4 separate regions of the Mus musculus genome follow, and all the other regions are linked to region 1. Evidence: chromatin contacts called from public HiChIP or PLAC-seq and promoter capture Hi-C data. All regions are on one chromosome and are shown on one strand. Each heading gives the region's core, a stretch centred on a gene start, on an enhancer-like site or on the middle of the called end of the contact. The rest is flanking DNA. Distances are from core to core; before and after follow the strand shown. Region 1 holds the start of Scap (SREBF chaperone). Region 2 holds the start of Tmie (transmembrane inner ear). Region 3 holds the start of Prss50 (protease, serine 50). Region 4 holds the start of Ccrl2 (chemokine (C-C motif) receptor-like 2).

Region 1 (2,832 bases), core at 170-2,669:
TAAGGGGAAGCCAGTTCTTGCTTTTCAACCTGACCAAAGAATGAGTGCCGAGCAGGAGCAGGAGCACACACATCTGCTATCCCACATATTCAGGAAACCGAGGCAGGAGGATGAAACTTTGTGGTCAGCCTGGGCAATGAAGCCCAACTCAAAATAAAAAGCCACAGGTGTTACTCAGTGGCAGACCAATGCCCTAGGCACACGTCCCCAAGTAACTTAATAATGAGTATAGGAATAATGTTTATACTTGTATTTCCTGTTGGTCGTTAAAAAAACAATACAAACAAAATATTTGCCAAGCAGAAACGCTGCAAATATATAAAAAGCCTTTAGATTTGAAATACATTAGCATATACTTCATAACATACAATCTTCACTTGAGCATCACACAGGTTACACCTAAAATGCATTCAGCACTAACTAGATACACTTGATCCTGACTCTAAGAAAAGCTTTAATGTTTAGCACACCTTGAGATGGCTGCACACTGCATAAGCAAACTCTACAAACGCACCCAAACGCATCATTAAAGACTGTTCCTATGTCGACTTCACAAGAATTACTACAAGATCATCATGAACTTATTTATTCATCGCTTCCGTCACCATAAGAGATAAATAAGCTAAACTAAGGAAGACTACCTCCAGGACCCCACTCCCACTCCCACCCCTCACCCGCCGCCACCTGTGGCTCACTGCCCTCCTCTTCATCGCCACCATCTGCACAACTTTCTGAGATGCAGTGTGGACCCGGGACTCGCTGCAGCTAGCGCTATCCCATTATAACCCTGATGCAACAAAACCACCTGGAAGTAAACATAAGCAACATAAGCGAGCAAAGTTTAGGTTTAAGCAACACATAAAACCAGAAACCGAGCACTCCCAGCAGAGAATCTACATGTTGCCTGGCTATCGGATCTTCGGAAAGAGGCAGGACTGAGTCACAGGGTCTAGCCCTCACCCAGACAACCCCAGACAACCCCAAAGCAGGATCCAGCGGCGAGCCTACCTGCCTGAGCTCACTCAGCCTGAACCCATCGCGACCCAGGCAGCTCGGCCCGGGCGGGGGCGCGGTCGGGAAGGGGGACGCGAGACCGTCCGGCCCCCAGCTCCAGACTGCGGTCTCCGGAGCCGCGCCTCGGGCTGCTGGACAGCGCCCACGCCCGCGCGCCCCTGCCCGGGCTCGCCCGCATCCCGGAACTCCCGGGCACGAGCGGCGCGAGGCCGGCGCCGGGGCCCAGCCGCACCGTGCAGACGCGCGCTGAGGTACCTGTGGCAGCGAGGCAGCTCCCGGGCGGCGGCGACCGAGCGGCGGAGAACGGCCTGCGCGCTCCTGGCCCGCGGTCCGGTGTTTGGAGCCCGCCCTCTCCCTCCCGGCCGCCCGGCGCCCGCGCAGCTCCCCGCCCCTTCACCTCTCAACTCCTACCTTTCCCCTCCCGCTCCGCCGCCCTCCACACGTGCTCCCGGCGGCGTGCGCATGCGTAGTCTGGCACTGCCAACGGCTCGGGTTCGCCCCCTGGTGGTCCCCTGCCACACAACTGCGAGAGGAAGTACTGGAGTTGCCTGTGGCCTGGAAAAAGGTGGCTAGTAGCACTTCAGAGTTTTGACAGCATCACTGTCCTGGGAAGTGATTGAGAACATGCACAAGAGCTCGTGTTCCATGCTTTATAGTGCCAAAGGATTAGAAGCGGGGCTGGGTGTATGGCTCAGTGGTAGAGAGCTTGCCTGAGACGCTAGGGGCCCTGGGTTTGATCCACAGCAGCATCAAAAAGAAAAACAAACCAGGGAATTAGAAGCAACTGAGCTAAATAGCAAGTGTATTCAGTTGATGAACTAGGTATAGGAGCCTCCAACACCAAGGATGTTAAATGAGCACTTATAATGAAAGCTAGTTCAAAACCAAGCTGGTGTTAGGATTCCATTTTTGTTAAAAATACAATGCATAGGGTAAAGTGGAAGATATATACTCAGTGTTTATTCCCACGTAGAGGAACTATGGGTGTCTGAGTCTCTTCCACCTTCTGAACTGCCACCAGTCGACTTGCACATGTAACGGATTATGCTGAGTGACTGCTCTGGTAAATGCTGAGTTAAGCATATGGTGTGTGTTCTCTCATTTGGCCTTGGGGAAAGTGAGGTTCCAGACACTCAGCAACAGCACCAACCCTGGTTGCTATGTTTCCATTTGTCCTCAGGCCTGCCTGTGGAGAGATCTCAACCACACTACCAATGTCTTGACTCTCTGAGTGTCACAGGTCAGAGTGGCCACCTGCCCCCATCTTGCTACCTTAAACATACTTCTTTCGTGTCACTCTTGCTCACCCCCAAGGCATACTAAGGTAGAACAGACCCTGTACCTGCCCTCAAGGGCACCAGTGGTGGGGGAAGAGAAAATATAAGTATAGTCACCGTGCAAAACAAATCAGAGGTGGCCACTTCAGCCTTTGGAATAGGGTTATTCTATAAAGCAGGTTTCTGGTAGAGATGTAACTCAGTTGATATACTGCTTGCCCAGCCTTGAATATGAGCCTTAACCCCCAGCAAACTGGCAGTGGTGGTGAAAGACTCCCCAGAGGAGCCTCTCGCTCAGGCCTCAGGATAATAGCAGACACCCAAGAACTCACGATAGACCAAGCTTGATGCAAACCACATGAGGCTTTATTCGGGGAAAGCCAGAGCTCTGGGGATGACTCATATCCCACGCAGGGTTAGAGGAGTCGACCTCGAGGGGAAAGAGGTCCCAGTTTTTATAGGCCCTCAGGGGGGAAAGGAGAAGGGGAGAGTGGGGGGATTTCCAGATCTAAACAATTCTCAAGAAATGGGTATGGGAGGG
Region 2 (2,885 bases), core at 328-2,827, 550 kb before region 1:
GGATAGACTGGACCTGGGTAGATACGACAGACCCAGATTAGCAGCCACTAACTCTATAGTAGTACCTTTTAGGTCTGTGGTCCCAGAAGGATTTCCACCCCCAGGAAATCACATCACCAGAGGAAAGGGCAGACATTAAACATGGATGGTAAAGGTGGCCCAGGAAGGCTACATCTGGAGTCTGATATAGAAGTCTCCCAGCTAGGAGCTAGAAGCGGTGTCGTGAGTAAAAGGCCAGACACGAGTGTTTGAGAGTATGAGCCAGCAAGAATATTCTCTCTAGCCCTGGGCCCAGCACCCATCCCATAGCCCTCTGGTCAACAACACGGCTTCCTCATACTCTCCCTCCTGCCAACTCTGGGGTCCTGAGTGGCAGGCTGTGCAAACGGTGAATTTGAGGCATGGAAAGTCCAGGAGGGTGTAGAGATACTATCTGTAGATCAGGTGCAGAGCTCAGACCCAGGCCCCTCACTCCCAGCCCTAACAGGCTCACGAGAACTAAGTGGCTCAGAGGTGCTGGGTGACTCACTGAGGTACACCCAGCATTCCTAGTAGGGCCCAGCCTCCCTTCTCACCCCGGGTAGACTTGGTTCAAAAGCTGCAGGGTGAGGCCAAAAAAGTTAAGCTGGGTGCACAGGTGACTCAGCTATTGTCCTTGTGGCCATCTAAACAGTAGCTAGACCTTTCCCTTGCATTCTTGGCCTCTGTCCACACCAGATCGCTCCCAAGCAGGGTCACTGGGGCCTTCCCTGCCCTCACCCAGTTCTGGCCCCTCAGGCCCCTTAAGCCGCACCCTAGCATGGCACTCACTCTGGTATTTCCTGATCTGGAGTGGCATGGACCTTATTTCTGCTTTTCCTGGACTATGCTAGAGGCCCATTAATCAACCTACATGCCCGGTGGGCAGTGGAGAAAGTGCTCCAGGCAAGTGCACAAAACTGTCACACGGGCCCTCCAGTCTTCAGCCCCTTCTCTGCCTCTCTTGCCCTACATGCCTCCCAGTCTCCGCATTAGCTTTTCCCGACTGCATTAGTCAGTTCCAAACTACTCTGCTCCAACATTCGGACATCCGTCTAGGCTCCTCCCAGGCAGGCAACACCACCTTTTCGGCTTCTCTGTCAGCCCTTCCGCCCTGACCAGCCAGGTCACCTGCTCCTGGCAGCCTCTCTCCCTCTGGGTGATAAACTCGCACCTGGGTTCTGGCCTGGACGCAGGGCACGGTGCTCGCGCTCCGCACTGCTGCTAGGGGTTGGACCCCGCGCTGCGTTTAAACCGGAGCCGGGCGGCCACGGGACCGGGAGGAGGAAGCTGAGACCGAAGATGGAGGGCTCGTGACCATGGCAGCGGGAGGAGGAGAGAGCCCCCACCCGCAGCTGAGCTCGTGGGGCAGCGGACCCCGCCCACCGACGCGCGCTCTTACCTGCGCTTTGCGCCGCGGTGCCCCGAGTGGCCGCGCAGCTCCGCGCCGGGCCGCCCTTCCTCTCCGCGCCCCGCCCCGAGGTGTTGTTCGCGCGGGGGCGTCTCCGAGGAGGCGGGGCTCGGCCTCGGAATGTCCCCAAGCCAACAACTCTCTCCCAGAGCCTCTCCCGCCAGACTGCGAAAGCTCCCCTTCGGTCGGTCCGCGAGCTCCCCAGGATCGCACCCTGGCTGTCTTTCGCCTTTTACCTCCCTCTCCAGATCCGAGGACGGCAGGCAGTGCCTGGGGCCACCCCGATTTCCTTACCCACCAACTCTGCCCAGGCTGTAGCTCTGAAATCTTGCCGACCCCCTTTGGGTCACTGGGCACCCCCCCCCCCTCACCCTCACACACCCGCGAAGGAGCCCTGGGTAGATTCGGGAAACTTGTTGCTTAGAGCAGTTGGCCATGATGATCCGAAGACCCTGAACTGGGCATGCTTTGGTAGCAGCTACTGCTGTGTGTAACCTTGAAGGAGGCCCCCTGCATTCATTCCGGGTACAGCCTGAAGCTGGCCAGTTTCCTGTGCCAAAGCCTTCGACCTTGGAAAGAGCAGCGCAGTTCCAAACCAAAGTCTTGGAAGGAGGAGGGACCATGGTTCAAACCTGTAACAAAGAGGCCTGCTGTCCAGCTGCCGGGCTCCCTTTTGGCCAGCAAGCAAGTCACCCCTCCACCTGCAGTGGCACCCGGCCTCTAGGAGCTGCTGACTAGCCTGGCTGAGTTGCTTCTAAGCCTTCCAAGCCTGAGTACAGAGAGAAGCCTGGGGAGGAGACAGCTGTGAAAGAGCAAGGATAGTCCACCTGCCCCCTACCCAAGTTTTGGACAGCCTCCATGCATTCTGCCAGAGAGAAAAGAGACTTCTAAGAGTTTCTCAGAAGGGGCCTGCCAACTTCAGCATCCCTGGCTCCCTTGGGGTGCTTTCTGGTGAGCATTTAAGTTCTGCCAATCTGCCCTACAGTGGCAGGCTCCAAGTTTGTTGCCCAAGAACCCTACCGCGGTTGCTGCTCTTGTTCACTTCCCTGCTCCAATCTTGGTCTCTCCATCGTCAAGAACCCTCCCGAGCCTCTTCTTCCCTCTCCACTCGGCCAAAACATCTCCTTCCTTCCAGCCTTTTCTTTCTTTCTTGTAAATACTTTTTTAAAAGATAAATGTATTACAGGTTCTTTTTTTTTTTTTTCATGTATGATGTGTATGTATATCCATGCAGGAGTGTGTGAGTGTGTGAGTGTGTGTGTGTGTGTGTGTGTGTGTGATGTTTGGCTGTGTCTCCTCTGGTGCTTTTTTTTTTTTTTGAGACAGCCTCTCATAGGCCTTCACCTAACCACATAGACTAGACTGAGTGCCCAGTGAGTACCTGACTGTCCCTGCCTCCCTGTAATGGGATTACAATTGTCTGCCACCACACCTTGCTTTTTCACATGGGTTTTGG
Region 3 (3,043 bases), core at 190-2,689, 520 kb before region 1:
CAGCATGTGCCACACACAGTACCTTGATGCACCCTGCTATACTTTCTGAGGCAGTTAAAGCGGCTGCCTTGAATGCTAGGATAATAACTATCTCTTATGTGGGTCTCAACCACAGACAATTGTTTATGTGAAAGTATACTGGTTAAGTTTAATTGCCAGCTTGACACATGGGAAAGAAAAGCCTACACTGATAAATTGTCTAAATGAGATTGGCCTATGGGTAATTCGTTGGGGGCGGGGTGAGGGTTGTCTTGATTATTAATTATGCTGGATGGCACAGCCCTCTGTGGAGTGGCACTATCCCTAGGCAGGTGGGCCTGGGCTATATGAGAAATCAAGCTAAGCACGGTCCCGTGAGTGAGTGTGACAGCAAGCAGCCCTCCTCCATAGTTTCTGCTCCAGGTTCTCACCCTGGCTTTCCTCAGTGATGGACTGTGACCTGGAAACTTAAGGAAAATAAAGTCCCCACCCCCAAGTGGCTCTATCACACCAAACAGCAAGAAAATTAAAACACCAGGTGTGCTCTGCAGACCCCACAAGAAGTCTCACACAGGCCTCTTGGAGTTACACTGTGGGTTCCCGGATGGAAACCTGAGACAGGGGCAAGCTAGATCAAAGGAGGACCTGCAGTGGCCAGAGAGGCATCTGGCCAGCAGCCAGCTCTGAGTACCCCGACAGCACCCCCAAACTCAGCATTTCCAGCACGAGCTTTGACTTTCCTCAGCCTGCCCCCATCACCAGGATGGAAGGCCCATAAGCAAAGGACCCTGAAGGCAGGCCCAAGGCCTGGCCCACCCCACATGCTCAATAAACACTTGTACAGGGACGTTCCCTTCTGCTTTTCCTTCTATCTACTCTTCCTTTGGGTCCTTGATACCTCGACCCTTTGACCCTAGAGATCAAAAAATCCGTCAGAATTCCCTGACCTCCCCTGCCCAGTACTCACAGGGGAGGTTGCTGGAATGAACCGTCTTAAGAACGGACCCAGTAGTGTCCATCATGCCGAGAGTCCCCACCGTTTTCAGTGGAGCCATGGTCTGTGAGTTCGGTGGAGCCGTCGTGGTCTGGTTAGTCTGGGCTTGCCGAGGAAGGCGAAGCCTGCCTGAGGGACAGATGCCTCTGGAGCCACAGGAGACCCCGGGTCCGGTCGGGACGGTGGTGGACAGCGTCCCCGGGGATGCTCCTGCGGCCAAGTAGCCTGTGGAAGGTCTCCAGCGAGTCAGAGGTGGCCGCGGGTGGGCGTGCCGGGGAGGGCGTCGGGGGCGGATGCGCTCACCTGCCGGCCGCCGAGGCAGGAGCAGCAGCAGCAGCAGCAACAGCAGGAGAAGGGCGCGGGAGCGGGAGCGGGAAGCCCCAGGCACACGGGGACCCTGAGGGCCCTGCCCACGGACCTCTGCCCCGCACCAGGGCTCCATTGCGCCGCTAGGTTCCTCCACAATGGCGCCCTCCATCGGGCGCCTCATGGTGCGCTGGTGCCCAGCCTGCGTGGCGCCCCCTAGATGCCATTCGCTGGGGCGCTCCCGCTAAAGGCGCGCAAGGAGTGTCTGCCTTGTGTCTTTCCTCAGACTCCTGGGCCCTTTCTCTGGGTCCCTATGCCTCGCCTCAGCTAATTTCTAAGCTTCCGTGCTTTCTCCACCAGCAGCCGCAGCAGCGAGAGGAAGGCCATCCCCGACGTGTCGATACCCCTACCCTCCTCTGCCGGCATCCATGCCTTCCTCCTTGAATGCTAACAGCGCAGGCCGTTGTCTCAGGGCACTGATGAAGCAAAGTAATGTGTTCGTTAGGCTGGTCTCGAACTCACAGCAATTCTACCTTGGCCTCCCAAGTGCTGGGAAATAGGTATGAGTCGCCAAGCTTGGCTTCAATGACAATTTTTAAAGGCTGAAATATTTGAAGCAATGTGCTCTCTAGAGCCACTTACTCGCAGTGGGAGCCATAAGGGAGAAGTGCAGTGTCCATCGGTCAACGGTGAGAATAGGAGTTCACTATGTTTGGGCTTTTGAGGAACATGTTAATGACTCAGCAACATAGTTAATAACATTTAAAAAGTAATGTACTCAACTCCTGGGAGCCTTGGTGCAAGGAATTGTATATTTTTAGCTTAAGAGACAAAGTCTGTTCTTATCAAGGTCTTGGTTCTTGGGAGAGACACCTGAGCAGACGATTTCATGTTCCTATCTGGGAGAACAAAAGCAATCACTGCTGCCACATTTCTGCTTCCTGGTGGAGGAAGGGGAACTGTCGCTCTTAGCCAGCAGACCCGAGGTCACTGATGGAGTCACTGAAGCACACCAGGAGGCCCGGATACAGTCACTTCACAATCTCCAAGCAGGGACCTACATCACTCACCCCTGCCAGCAACAGAGGAGGAACTGGCTGGGATCAGGAACCCCCCCCCCCCTCAGGGGAAAGTTAGGGGTTGGCAGAGACATGAAGGCAGCAGAACACAGATGGTAGAGTCAAGTCTCTCATCTGACCTTAGGAAGTCTCCTAGAAGGAAGTTAGTTCTTACAGGAAGACACAGGGAGGGGGCCTTGGGAATATGGGAGCCACTGAACTGCTAGGTTCACAGAGCAGGGACTTCAAGTCCCAGTCAGCAAGAGTGAAAGCTACAGGCTGGATAGCTGTACCAGTGGTTAAAAGTGTGTGCTGCTCTTTCAGAAGACCTGAGTTTGATTCCCAGGAGCCACACCTGATGGCCCATAACCACTTGCTACTCCAGCTCTAGGGGAAATCTGCCACTCTTGCCCCCATGCACGCACATAAATGTAATTTTTAAAAAAAAAAAAAAAAAGAGGAAATTCTAAGGGAAACAAGGGAACAACCTCCAGGATCGCACAACGCACCTCTGACAGACGTGGAGTAAGAATATCAGAGAAGGCACAGCTTGAGAAACAGTCAAGTTTTATGAGGGAGGTGCTCTAAAGGGTTTTGGTCAAAGTCAAGAACATGGTAACTTCAGATGGCTCAAAAAGGTTCAAGAGCATCTTCATTGAACAACTGGGGAACAAAACCCACAGTGGGTCAAGGACCCTTCCCCAAG
Region 4 (3,056 bases), core at 357-2,856, 720 kb before region 1:
TCAGAGGTACTTTCAGCAGTAAAGGAAAATCAAAACTATTACATGTGCAGGAAACTGAAACTGAAAATCATGATGTAAAGTGAAGTAAGCCAAACCCAGAAGGACACATATTGCCTATTTTCTCTTTTAGGTGGAATCTAGACCTAAATGTGTATCTGTGCGTGTGTATGCACACATGTGTATGTACATGTGAATGCACATGTATGTGCACATGTGTGTGCATGCATATGTGTGCACATGTATATATGTGTGTGCATGTGTGTGAGTATATATGTGTGTGTCTCAGAGAGAGAGGGAGAGAGAGAGAGAGAGAGAGAGAGAGAGAGACTGATAAGATGAGAAAGGAGGCCATGATGGGGGAGGAAGGGATCTTAGGCAAAGAACAAGAGAAAAGTTATGATGGGATACATGTGACATGAAAGCAGAAGGAGAAACAGTCATGGGGTAGAAAGATGACCAACAAGAAGGGGCAGGGAAAGGGTTAGGGATGAATAAGAACAACGAATAGTGGCACATATGCATGAATATGCCATAATGAAATACTTTCTTTTGTATGCTAATTTGGAAAAAAAATAATCCTATGGCCTGAATGTGGACAGGCAAATGCTGGGAATCAGACCAAAATCAAGCAATACTGGAAGTTAGGGCCACACGACGAGAGAAGTCGGAGCGATCTTGAATTTACAGACCTGTCCTTTTCCTGGAGAGATTTTAGTTTACCATCAGGGTGTAACACAAAGCACAGAAAGCATATAGGGGACCGACTACCACCTCCACCCCTTACGCATCTAATGAGCACTGTGAATGCTTGTGAGTCTGCCTCCTGTCTAGGACTGAACTATGAACCACTTCCCTTACTCACAGGCCAGGTGTCATGGTGTGGCTCCGGGACATCTAGCTGCAGAAGGGAGAGATCTCAGGAGGCTGACAGCTCAGGGGACCCTGGACTGTAGCCATGTCCACGGGTAGACAGGGCATCCTGGGACCTGGAGATTCCCACTCATGCATAGATACCCCCTACTGGGGGAGGAGAGACCTTATTAGGAAGTGCCTCCGTTCTGGGTTCTCCCTGCTCCAGGGTGAGTTTCATTTTCTGTCCTAGCTTCCAGGATGCTCGGGGCTTAATGTTCACTCATGTTTATCTGGGCTCTTTTCTTTCTGTTTTCTTATTGGTCTCTTCATTACCTATTTCTGTTTTTATAGTTACACTTTCCGTTTCACATGCTGATAATGCAAAGGATGTGCCTAAATCACAGACATCACCTAGTCCCCAGATTAGGTCAGCCATAGCTACACAGAGTCGTGGGCCTGAGGGCAGTTTACACATGCTTCCCGCCCCTCCCCCCCAACTCTTTGAAGTTCTTCTTCTTCTTCTTGAAATACCCATCTTTAACCAGCATCCTTCTCCTCCCGCCCACTCCCTTCCACTCCAAGACCAGGCAACTGTCCAATTCCTTTCTTCATCCCCATTCTCCATTGGAAACCAAGTCTCCCCTCCTCACAGTCCACCTGACCGTGTCCCACACGTCCTCACACAGGACTTTCCCCCGGGGCTTCCCCTGAGCGGGGTCAGCTACATCAAGTGTCCCAGCATCAACTGCTTCCTTCCAGCTGCTTGCAACACTCTTTGCTTTCTGACGTAGGAATGCTCACACCAGACTTGCATTTAGCAGCGCTCCTTTTCTGTCCAGCTCTGTCCCCAACCTCCTTCCCGACTGATACCACTTGCTTCCATGTTCTCTGGTGAGTATGGACACGTTTGTACTCTGGAAACTGTTATCTACTCAGGGAACTTATGTCAGAAGCCAGGGGGTGGGGTGGTGCGTCTCGGCTTCTGACATCACACTCTGATTATCACTGGAAGCAGGCGTGGGTTAGTGTCCTTATCCGAGGCAGCCTGGAGGACAGCTGGCTAAGAGGTACAGAGAAGTCAAACTTGGGATACCGGGAGAGGGAGAGATGAAAACAACTTCTCAATTTCTCTGCGGCTGACAGAAGCTCCTGAGAGAGGCTTTCAGAACTTGATTCCAGCTGGCCCGTGAAAGCTGTGTCTGGACGGGAGAGCCTCAGAGGAATAAACAGTGCCTTCTCTGGCTTCTCCGGGTCATGACCAGTCTGTTCAGAAGGAAGTGGTGTTTCTCTGACCCCACTGTTCCCACAGCCCCCTGGATGGTAGATCATGGGGCTGCACCCTTCCCCACCCTTGGGAACTCAGTCAAACGGTTATCTTTATCTCGCCAGCTTGTCCTCGTGCTTGACCAGCGCAGTTTCACTTTTGCAAACATCTGTTTATATCCCTTGAGAGAAAAAATATCAAGCAACCTGCCTCAAACGACGCTGTTTTGTCCGGTGAGCAAGGTAAGAAACTGTTTTAAACATCTGGGAAGTAGGCGGGCACCAACTTCTGAAGCTTAAGCCAGTCTCTGGTTGTTTTTAACTCTTTGTTTTCTTAGATCCTATCTCCCACGTAGAGTCTCGTTTCAACCAAAGAACTTAAGTGGCTTTAACGTCCCTGACTCTTTCTGTACCAGGCAGTTTCTGTCACATTAGCAGCGTGGTCCCTGGGTGCTTAATGAGGAGATTTGAGTACGGCCGCCCACGCTGGGGTGGGGGGTGGGGGCATAGTTACTTTCAGTCTTTGGCTGTCGGATGGAGGGGAATCATGACCTCTGGTTTCCCCACAGGACAGCCTCCGATGGATAACTACACAGTGGCCCCGGACGATGAATATGATGTCCTAATCTTAGACGACTACCTGGACAACAGTGGGCCGGACCAAGTTCCGGCCCCCGAGTTCCTCTCCCCCCAGCAGGTGCTGCAGTTCTGCTGCGCGGTGTTTGCGGTGGGTCTCTTGGACAACGTGCTGGCGGTGTTTATCTTGGTGAAATACAAAGGACTCAAGAATCTGGGGAACATCTACTTCCTAAACCTGGCACTTTCAAACCTGTGTTTCCTGCTTCCCCTGCCGTTCTGGGCCCATACTGCAGCACACGGGGAAAGCCCTGGCAATGGGACCTGTAAAGTTCTTGTCGGACTCCACTCCTCGGGCTTATACA

What was found. Promoter capture Hi-C pulls out the DNA fragments that hold promoters and counts their contacts. HiChIP or PLAC-seq counts read pairs in DNA pulled down with a chosen protein or histone mark. Capture Hi-C pulls out chosen DNA fragments and counts their contacts.
Region 2: a contact with region 1 is called in a promoter capture Hi-C map of adipose tissue, with 3 times the contacts expected there. The contact joins the promoter of Tmie here to the promoter of Scap in region 1. A contact is called at or near these places in 8 of 39 promoter capture datasets (the 3T3-L1 cell line, cranial neural crest, hippocampal neurons and 3 more), 3 of 484 Hi-C or Micro-C datasets (the HL-1 cell line, cerebral cortex and liver), 6 of 115 datasets of contacts at active chromatin or transcription factors (astrocytes, embryonic stem cells, large pre-B cells and 3 more) and 3 of 9 other capture datasets (adipose tissue, embryonic stem cells and liver).
Region 3: a promoter capture Hi-C map of liver shows a contact between it and region 1, with 2.0 times the contacts expected there. The contact joins the promoter of Prss50 here to the promoter of Scap in region 1. A contact is called at or near these places in 8 of 39 promoter capture datasets (the 3T3-L1 cell line, cranial neural crest, embryonic stem cells and 4 more), 2 of 484 Hi-C or Micro-C datasets (the HL-1 cell line and cerebral cortex), 1 of 115 datasets of contacts at active chromatin or transcription factors (large pre-B cells) and 4 of 9 other capture datasets (adipose tissue, embryonic stem cells, liver and 1 more).
Region 4: an H3K27ac HiChIP or PLAC-seq map of bone marrow-derived dendritic cells shows a contact between it and region 1, with 4 times the contacts expected there. The contact joins the promoter of Ccrl2 here to the promoter of Scap in region 1.

What each region holds. Positions count from the first base shown.
Region 1 is chr9:110,331,943-110,334,774 of GRCm38.p6, reverse strand. It overlaps Scap (SREBF chaperone), which reads right to left and starts at 1,419. Exons shown (of 23, transcript NM_001001144.3): 1 at 1,270-1,419.
Region 2 is chr9:110,878,765-110,881,649 of GRCm38.p6, reverse strand. It overlaps Tmie (transmembrane inner ear), which reads left to right and starts at 1,577. Exons shown (of 6, transcript NM_146260.3): 1 at 1,577-2,380. Als2cl (ALS2 C-terminal like) reads right to left here and starts at 1,476. Exons shown (of 27, transcript NM_001146059.1): 1 at 1,421-1,476.
Region 3 is chr9:110,856,363-110,859,405 of GRCm38.p6, reverse strand. Prss50 (protease, serine 50) reads right to left here and starts at 1,439. Exons shown (of 5, transcript NM_146227.4): 1 at 947-1,439. The coding sequence starts at 1,415. Prss46 (protease, serine 46) reads right to left here. Exons shown (of 5, transcript NM_183103.2): 5 at 2,884-3,043.
Region 4 is chr9:111,056,068-111,059,123 of GRCm38.p6, reverse strand. It overlaps Ccrl2 (chemokine (C-C motif) receptor-like 2), which reads left to right and starts at 1,606. Exons shown (of 3, transcript NM_001302376.1): 1 at 1,606-1,743; 2 at 2,242-2,358; 3 at 2,685-3,056. The coding sequence starts at 2,696.